2 separate regions of the Sus scrofa genome follow, and region 2 is linked to region 1. The links are chromatin contacts, called in public HiChIP or PLAC-seq maps. All regions are on one chromosome and are shown on one strand. Each heading gives the region's core, a stretch centred on a gene start, on an enhancer-like site or on the middle of the called end of the contact. The rest is flanking DNA. Distances are from core to core; before and after follow the strand shown.

Region 1 (4,274 bases), core at 594-3,093:
ATACTAGTTGGGTGTAACCTGCTGAGCAACAATGGGAACATCTCCATATTTTTTATTTTTAAGCCTGGCTTCCTTGGGGTCGCCTTGGCATCCACATAGTTTAATATCTGGCCAAAAATCAGTTAGAGGTGTGCTCAAACTTTGAGCCAGTAAGGCTTCTATTCTTCACTGACAAGGGCAGCACACACTTAGCATGTACTTCTATAAGGCTCCAAAGGCCAGGGATGTCTAAGTGGTTTGGGCTAGCTCTGGTCTCTGCTACACCTGTGCATAACCTCTACTCAACCAGGATATAGAGAAAGTTCATCAAGCCCTCTATGGCTGTCTTATTCCCCAGAACTCTGAGCTTTCTCAGCCTATTGTTTGCAATAAATAGGACTACAACCTTGGACTGCTAGAGCTGCTGGCCTCCCCTGTTCTCTTCCCACCAAGATTGCCAGTTTAGCCTGCAATCCTCCAGATCAAGGGAGCCCCATCAGACAGTGACAGTGAAACTATTCGTTTTCCAGGGCTACTTGCCCTGGTTGAATTATTATGCCAATAGAACTGGGGGTTGGGAAATCAGAGAAGTCTTACATAAGTACAGCACAAACTTGAAGTTCAGTAGTTTTATGAATAAAAGCTCTCAGTTTGCTGTATGCCTTTGGTTGATTTGCAGAGTTTTAAAATAGCACTAGATAGTTTTATCCAGCTTTACAGCTGTTTCTTTTCTTTTTTTTTTTTCTGGCAGTACCCAGCAGTGGCATGTGGAAGTTCCCAGGCTAGCGATAAAACCCATGCCATAGCAGCAACCCGAGCTGCTGCAGTGACAACACTGGATCCTTAAGCTGCTGAGCCATAAGGGAAGTCCTATAGCTGCTTTTAAAAATTATCATTGTGGTAAAATATACATAACATAAAGTTTACCATTGTGACCATTTTATTTTATTTTTTTTAAATATATATATTTTTTATTTTCCCACTGTACAGCAAGGGGGTCCATTGTGACCATTTTAAATTCAGTGGCATGAGGTTATTACATTCACATCTATATGCATCCATCACCACCATCCACCTCCAGAATTTTTCATCATTCCAAACTGAAACTCTATACTCATTAAATAATAACTTCAAAAATAATAACTTCTTGCTTCCCCATTCCTCTAGCCCCCATTAAACCTCTGTTTTACTTTCTACCTTGGTTAATTCTCACAACAAACCCTTTGTCTTAAGTATGTAAATAAAATCATATATTAGGTACCCAGCCGGGAGTGAAGTTCTAAAGTTAGCATAGACTTGGTATAATCAAAATTATCTAAACATTCACTTTCATTGCATGCTCACCCTGGGATGTACAGCCGTTGAGTGGAAAGTAAGAGGACTCATAAACCACTCTCTGACCCTTAGCACCTGTGTCTGACTTGAAAGTAATTAAACTTGATTTGACTCCACTTGACTAGTATCATCCACGTTTTACGGATGAGGAAGTGGGACCATGAAGTGGACAAGTGGAGATCCAGACTGGGGCCAGTGCTGGAGAGCAGGGTCCTGAGGCGGGGACAGGTTCGCCGGTGGGGGACTACTGATTCCTAAGAAAACCAAAGGATAGAGAGCTCCATTCGACATTCCCCCCCCCTCATCAAATCCAGCCCTTCCCCACGGGGTCACTCACCTGCTCCAAGGGCTTCAGTTTTTCTACTAAGTGATTACCACTTAGGTGCCTGCGTTGCTAGGTTACTCGCCAACCTCAGAAGGCGGGACTCGGAGTCTGATTGACTTTCCTTTTCGCCATTCCATTCCTTATTCCGCTCAGTTCGCTCCACCTCCTTTGGACTGACCAATCAGAACCACAACCTCTCTAACCCTCCACCAATTGGAAGGCCCGAACCCTCCGGGTTGGACTCAATGAGTAAGGAGGGGAGAATGGGTAGTGGAAAGAGGCGGAGTTTCTTCGTCCCGCCTCTCCTCGAGGAGGCGGGCAGAGAGTTCTGCATTAACAGAGGGCAAGAACTTGCGAAGGACTTGAGGCTTGACCAGTCAGAGCGCACCATGACAGCTTGATAGCCAATAGGCCGCAGCAAACGGGGAATGGGGCGGGGCCGGCGGGGGTGGAGAGGACAGTAGGCGGTGGATGGGAGAGCTGGCGCAGCTGCTGTGGTGGCGGCGGCTGAAGTGGCGGTGGCTGCGGCGGCTGCTGCAGCTGCAACAGCTCCGGGCTTGGGGCTTTGGCGGCGGCGCCGGCGGGCTGGGCTGCGCAGTGCGGACCCCGGCGCGCGGTCCGGGTTGCCGGGGCGGCGCGTGTAAGAATCCAAGGGGTGCGAAGGGTGGCCTGAGGGAAAGGGCAGGGGTCAGGGGTCAAGGGGCTCGTAGTGCGGGGTTGCGGCTGGGCATAGGGATGTGGGAGGCGGGCAGGCGGGCCCAGAAGGGCTGTGGGGAAGTCATCGATGGGCTTCTCTCCCTCCAGCCCTGGTCTGGGGGCCCCCGCATGGGTATAGCAGGGGAAAGCCCGGGAAGGGGAGAGGGGTCGCAAGGCTGCGCACGTGGAGCAGGAGCTCGCACTCCTCTTCGCTCCCCTCCTCCCTTATCTGCTCGTTTCCCAGGCGCCCTCAGGCTACCCACCCCTCTAGAGACTCCTAGATGGCGGGATGGCTGCTGGCCCTCTTTCCCTGGGACCTGTCCTAGGGGTGACCCTTCCCTTCTGGGTACTCGGTAGAGTGGGTAGCAAAGCCCGCAGGAGCGCTGGGATAGGACTCAGGAGTCCTGCACTGTGACCACAGGCAAGTCCCTTCTCTCCTGTGGGCCTCACTTTTCCCTCTCTGTGAAATGATGGGCTCGAATTCGGATGAGGGAACTGGTCTGGTAAGAGATGAAGGGTAATGGTTAAGCAGAGAAGGTCCCAGAATTCAAACTGCCTGGGTTTAAATCTGGGCTCTATCACTTCCCATCTAAGCCTTAGTTTCCTCACCTGTGAAATGGAGACATTAGCTTTATTCCTTAACAGCAGCACTATTCACCTTTCGAGCTACATATTTCTAGGTTCTGATGGGTCTCAGCTGTGTATTGTAGGTTGTTTTGGTGCATCTCTGGCCTCTGCCCACCAGTACCCCCATCCCTAGTTGTGACCATCAAAAATTTCTCCATACATTGCTAGTGTCCCCTGAGAGGCAAAAATCACTTCATCTGAGAGCTGCAGAACTCATGCATCCATTGCAAGCAAGCAGTCATGCAGTTAAAATAAACATAGTCATACAGTTAAAATAAGTTATAATAAGCTATTATAATGATGATAAAATTAAGAAAAACCTTGGTGAGTTGACTTCAGCCTTCAAAATACCAGAATGACAAGATGTTAAGAATTGTCCAAGCTGAGTGATTAATACAAGGAAGTTCATTTACATAGCCTCTCTACTTTTGAGTGTTTGAAATTATCTGTGATTAAAAAGTTAAGCCAATAAGAAAAAAAAAAATCCTTAAGACTGCCAAATGGTAGCGTCTCATTTGGGATTTCCTTTTCTGTCTTCCCACTGCTGAGATTTAAAAGTAAAATTAATCCCCAGATCTGGAGGAAACTTGAAAAAAAATCTCACAGGAAGTTTACTAGGCAGAGCACTGCAGGCTTAGCAGCAAAGAATAGTGCTCACTTTGCCTAATTGTGAGAAGATATTGACGCACAGGGGCCTGCTCCTGATTGTTGTGGTGACTTATGAAGGAAGTAAATTGCTGGATTGCCATTCATTTAGTTTGGAGGCAAACTTGATCAAGATCAGAAGGCCACAGTTTGAGGAAGGAACCTGCTGCTGGTTTCAAGTTCAAAGTTCTTGTTGTCTGATCTGCTGAGTGTTTGCTTTTGGTCCTCAGCGGAAATGGGAACGTGTATAAATAGGAACTGTAACAGGCTCATTTGGACTGTTTTGAATTGGGAGTTCAGAATGAGCGTTTTTGCTCTGTGACTTTGGACATCACTTTAAGAAGTATTCTAGGAGTTCCTGTTGTGGCTCAGTGGGTTAAGAACCCAACTGGTATCTATGAGGATGCAGATTAGATCCCTGGTCTTGCTCAGTGAGTTAAGGATCCATCGTTGCTGCAGGCTGCAGCGTAGGTCACAGATGTGGCTATGGTGTAGGCAGCCAGCAGCTGCAGCTCTGATTCTACCCCTAGCCCGGGAACTTCCATATGCTGCAGGTGTGGCTGTAAAAAGAACAAAATGAAGTATTCTAGTCTCTTCCCCTTCCTCCCCAAATACCTAAAGCTAGAAGAATAATGCCTATGTGAGAATGATATGGGCAGGTGTAGTC
Region 2 (4,118 bases), core at 1,218-3,717, 110 kb after region 1:
TTTGACAACACTCTGCTTAAAACCTTCCATTGGCTCCCTCATGTCATAAAACAGATCCCACCTCCTAGCCTCAGCCTGTAAGATCTTTTGTAATCTGACCTCCACTATAGCTCCATCCTCATTTTCTTTTTTTAAATGGCCACACCTGTAGCATATGAGAGTTTCCAGACCAGGGACTGAATCTGAGCTGTAGCTGTGACCCATGCCACAGCTGTGGCCACTTGAGATCCATTAATCCACTGCACCTGGCTGGGGATCAAACCCACACCTCCACAGTGACCCAAGCCTCTGCTGTCGGATTCTTAACCCACTTCACCAGAGCAGGAACACCTCCATCCTCACTCTGAACACTCTCCGGCTCACTCACCCAGTTCCAGCCATTCTGGCTTCCTCCCTGCTTCAGAAACCCACTAAGCTTATTCCTGCCTCAGGGACTTTGCATGGGCTATATTCTGTCTGCCTGGAATGTTCTTCCCCCTGATGTCTATCTAAGTGGCTTCCTTTCTCCATTCAGGGCTTGGCTCAAGGTCACTTCCTCACAGAAGCCATCTGGGATCATCCAATCTGAAATAGCTGGAAACAATCCCTCTCTCTCATGGCTCCCACTCCCCAGTGTCACGTTATTCTATTATTTGCAGAGTGCTTAGCAACTTACCAACTGAAATTTATATGTTTACTTCTTTATCCATCCTCCCAGGAGACTTCACTCCATGAGGACAGGGACTTTTGTCTGCAGTATATATTCCCTGGCATATCTCAGGGTTCAGCTCAGTGCCTGGTACATAGTAAATGCTCAATAAATACTTGAATATACCCCCCACCTGATGCCACTGTCTTGCCTGGATACTTACATCTACCAGGAGGGTCTGGTTCACACCTGAGGCTGGAAACTGGGAGCTACCGCGGGGCCCTGTAGATGGGCCCCTGGCTCCAGACACTGTCTGCACCATCAGCAGCACCTGGAGCACACTCAGCACCCAGCACAGATTCAGCAGTCCTCCAGCCATCAGCCCCAAGGGGCCTGGCCCTCACCCTCTTCTTCCCTTTCTATGGCGTTTTCGTTTCAAACAGCTGGCACCTCCAATGGCCTATAAGGTAGAAGAGAGAGAGAGAGAGAAATGGTGTCAACCCATGACTGCAGGACCCAACAGGAAGGCCCTGAAAACTTTTTCAGTTGAAAAACTGTCCTTTCTCCTCCCCTCACCAAAGGAGAGCCAGTGTAGAAACCCATATTCTGGATGGGCCTGACTCAATCAGCATGCAGATTGGCTAGCCCTTCTTCCTGAGCCCCTGGTAGTGTTTCCAAGGAAACCTAGGCCAATAACTCCTCTAATGGGGAAATCAGGTCCTGGGGGAAGTGAATTGCTCAAAGTCACCCAGCGGGTTAGCAGCAGAGTGGGGCTGAACTTTAGCTCTGTCTTTTCCCTCAGCACCAGGGAAAAACCAGCTTTGCTTTTCTTCCAAAGAAATTAAACAGGAAAGAAAAAAAGAGTCCTTGGCACACTAATTTCCTCCTTTTGGCTCTTCCACATGTTGTAGATGAGCATGTTTTGTTTTGGCTTCAAGGAAAACAAAGCCCAGAAAACATTTTGCTTTGGGTTTTTTGTTTGTTTAATTCTTTGCTCACCTGGCAGGGGCAGAAGAGGGGAGGAAGAGGTTGGCGGCGGGGGTGCGGTGGGGATGGAAAAAAGGGGGCGGAAGGACCAGCCCCAGCACTCTCAACTCACCTTTGATAGCCTCCTCCCTCCTGTTGTTCTCCGTAACTGCACCTGGCAGAGACTTGGGGCGAGATACTCCAGCTCCGCAATTCAGTCTCAGCCACTTAAGAGCTGTGCGGCCTTGGAGAGGTCACTTCATTTCTCTGAACCTCTGATTCCTCATCTGTAAAACGAAGACAAATGGTGGCGCGTCGGAGCAAACGCTAAGGGCTCGCGCCTCAGATGTACCCCAACTTGAGGATCAGCACGTGTCTCCTCTCTACCGGCCGGCCGATTTCTTATACTCATTCATGAGGAAGCATTTATGGAGCGCCGCCTGTGCGCCTGTCCGAGGCCAGGTGCTCAGAGGCTCAGAAGATATGCAGACCTGGTAGGAAGAGGCAGAGGTCAGGAAACTCGGGCTTCAATCACTTTTGCCGCTGCACTTTCTAGGTACGAGACCCCGGGAAGGTCAATGTACTCCGTTTCCCAATCTGCGCGGACGTTGAGTTCAACTTCGGGTGCCTGGTCTTCCTGCTGCGCCCAGCTGGGCGGGGAAGCTCCGCTTACCTCGGGCTGGGCCTCGAACCCGCAAACTCCGCACCTCGACCCCGCCGGGCTTCGAGGCCTTTCCAGTCCCAGCGCGCTGGCAGGCGCCGCCCGACCTTCCGCCCTCGACGCGGCAGCAGACCAGAGCTCCCAGCCCGCTGCAGCGTCTGAGTTTGGTTCCGAGGCTCGGCCCTGATTTGGCCCCGGCGAGCCCCGCGCCGGCCACGCCCCTTAACAACCCCGCCCAGACACCACGCCCCCAAGGGCTCGTCCCGCCCCTTCCCTTAAAGGCACAGGCCCCCTGGGAGGTCCTGCGGGTCTTCCCCACTCTCCTCCTCTCAGTGCCCCTTGCCTGTCGGTTCTGCTTTCGCCTCTAAAGCAGACGCTGAGATGAAACCTAATGGTTATAAACGGTAGGAGATCGGAGAGGCTCATTATAAGGTGAAACTAAAGGGCTCTATTCCCAAGGGAGGTGTGGGCACGCTGATGTCAAAATACTTCTGGTGGGAGTTCCCGTCGTGGCGCAGTGGTTAACGAATCCGACTAGGAACCATGAGGTTGAGGGTTCGATCCCTGCCCTTGCTCAGTGGGTTAACGATCCGGCGTTGCCGTGAGCTGTGGTGTAGACCGCAGGCACGGCTCGGATCCCGCAGGCACGGCTCGGATCCCGCATTGTTGTGGCTCTGGCGTAGGCTGACAGCTACAGCTCCGATTCGACCCCTAGCCTGGGAACCTCCATATGCCGTGGGAGTGGCCCAAGAAATGGCAAAAAGACAAAAATAAAATAAAATAAAATAAAATTGACTTTTTTTTTTTTTTTTTTTGCTATTTCTTTGGGCCGTTCCAGCGGCACATGGAGATTCCCAGGCTAGGGGTTGAATCGGAGCTGTAGCCCCTGGCCTACACTAGAGCCACAGCAACGCGGGATCCGAGCCGAGTCTGCAACCTACACCACAGCTCACGGCAACGCCGGATCATTAACCCACTGAGCAAGGGCAGGGACCGAACCCGCAACCTCATGGTTCCTAGTCGGATTCGTTAACCACTGCGCCACGACAGGAACTCCAATGAAATAAAATTGAAAAAAAAATACTTCTGGTAATCAGTGCTAAGAAGTATTTGAGAAGATCCCAGGCAGGGAACGCTCCGTTTTACACACCAATATTTCGGCTGTCCTGCCTGAAATGCCTGTTTGGGAGATCTCCTAATTGGGTTCATTTCCCTCTATTAGGGTGGCTTTTTTTTTTTTTTTTTTCTCTTTTTCCTTTTTTTTCTTTTTCTTTCTATGGCTGTATCCGAGGCATATGGAAGTTCCCAGGTTAGGGGTCCAATCAGAGTGGCAGCTGCCAGCCTACACCACAGCCACAGCCAGGCCAGATTCCAGCTGGGTCTACTTACACTACAACCCACAGCAACGCTGGATCCTTAATCCACTGAGTGCGGCCAGGGATTGAACCTGTGTCCTCAAGGATACCAGTCGGTTTTGTTAATGGCTAGCCACAATGGGAACTCCCTAGTAGTGTGGCTTTTGAAAGAAGAATATGGCAAATAGGTCAAAACAGGGGCATTAGTGATCTACTCGCCCTGATAGATGTAGTCCCCCCTCTCCAGTTTCCCAGCCTCCTGGGCAAGTTCTGATCCTCTCTGTCTTTCCTTCCATTGGGGTGGGGTGTGGCAGGGCACCAAGGCTGGAACTGGGGATGCTGAAACTGAGGGCGGCTCAGCCCTCCCAAGCCGCTCCAACAGCCTTGCTTCCACTTCCACACTTTGCACACATCTAGTCCCGCCGCTTCCCTCTCTCAAAGTGTGTCATCACCTTCAGGACTGAGGTCTAACTGAGCCCAGAGATGGAGGCCCTTCATGTCCAGCCCG

What was found. HiChIP or PLAC-seq counts read pairs in DNA pulled down with a chosen protein or histone mark.
Region 2: a contact with region 1 is called in an H3K27ac HiChIP or PLAC-seq map of alveolar macrophages. The contact joins the promoter of SLC8B1 here to the promoter of IQCD in region 1. A contact is called at or near these places in 11 of 47 Hi-C or Micro-C datasets (adipocytes, liver, mesenteric adipose tissue and 3 more) and 2 of 2 datasets of contacts at active chromatin or transcription factors (alveolar macrophages and skeletal muscle).

The regions. Positions count from the first base shown.
Region 1 is chr14:38,696,606-38,700,879 of Sscrofa11.1, forward strand. It overlaps IQCD (IQ domain-containing protein D), which reads right to left and starts at 1,844. Exons shown (of 4, transcript XM_021073274.1): 1 at 1,652-1,844. It overlaps TPCN1 (two pore calcium channel protein 1), which reads left to right and starts at 2,075. Exons shown (of 28, transcript XM_021073264.1): 1 at 2,075-2,279.
Region 2 is chr14:38,805,794-38,809,911 of Sscrofa11.1, forward strand. It overlaps SLC8B1 (sodium/potassium/calcium exchanger 6, mitochondrial), which reads right to left and starts at 2,468. Exons shown (of 17, transcript XM_021073269.1): 1 at 2,268-2,468; 2 at 1,728-1,881; 3 at 852-1,088. The coding sequence starts at 1,007.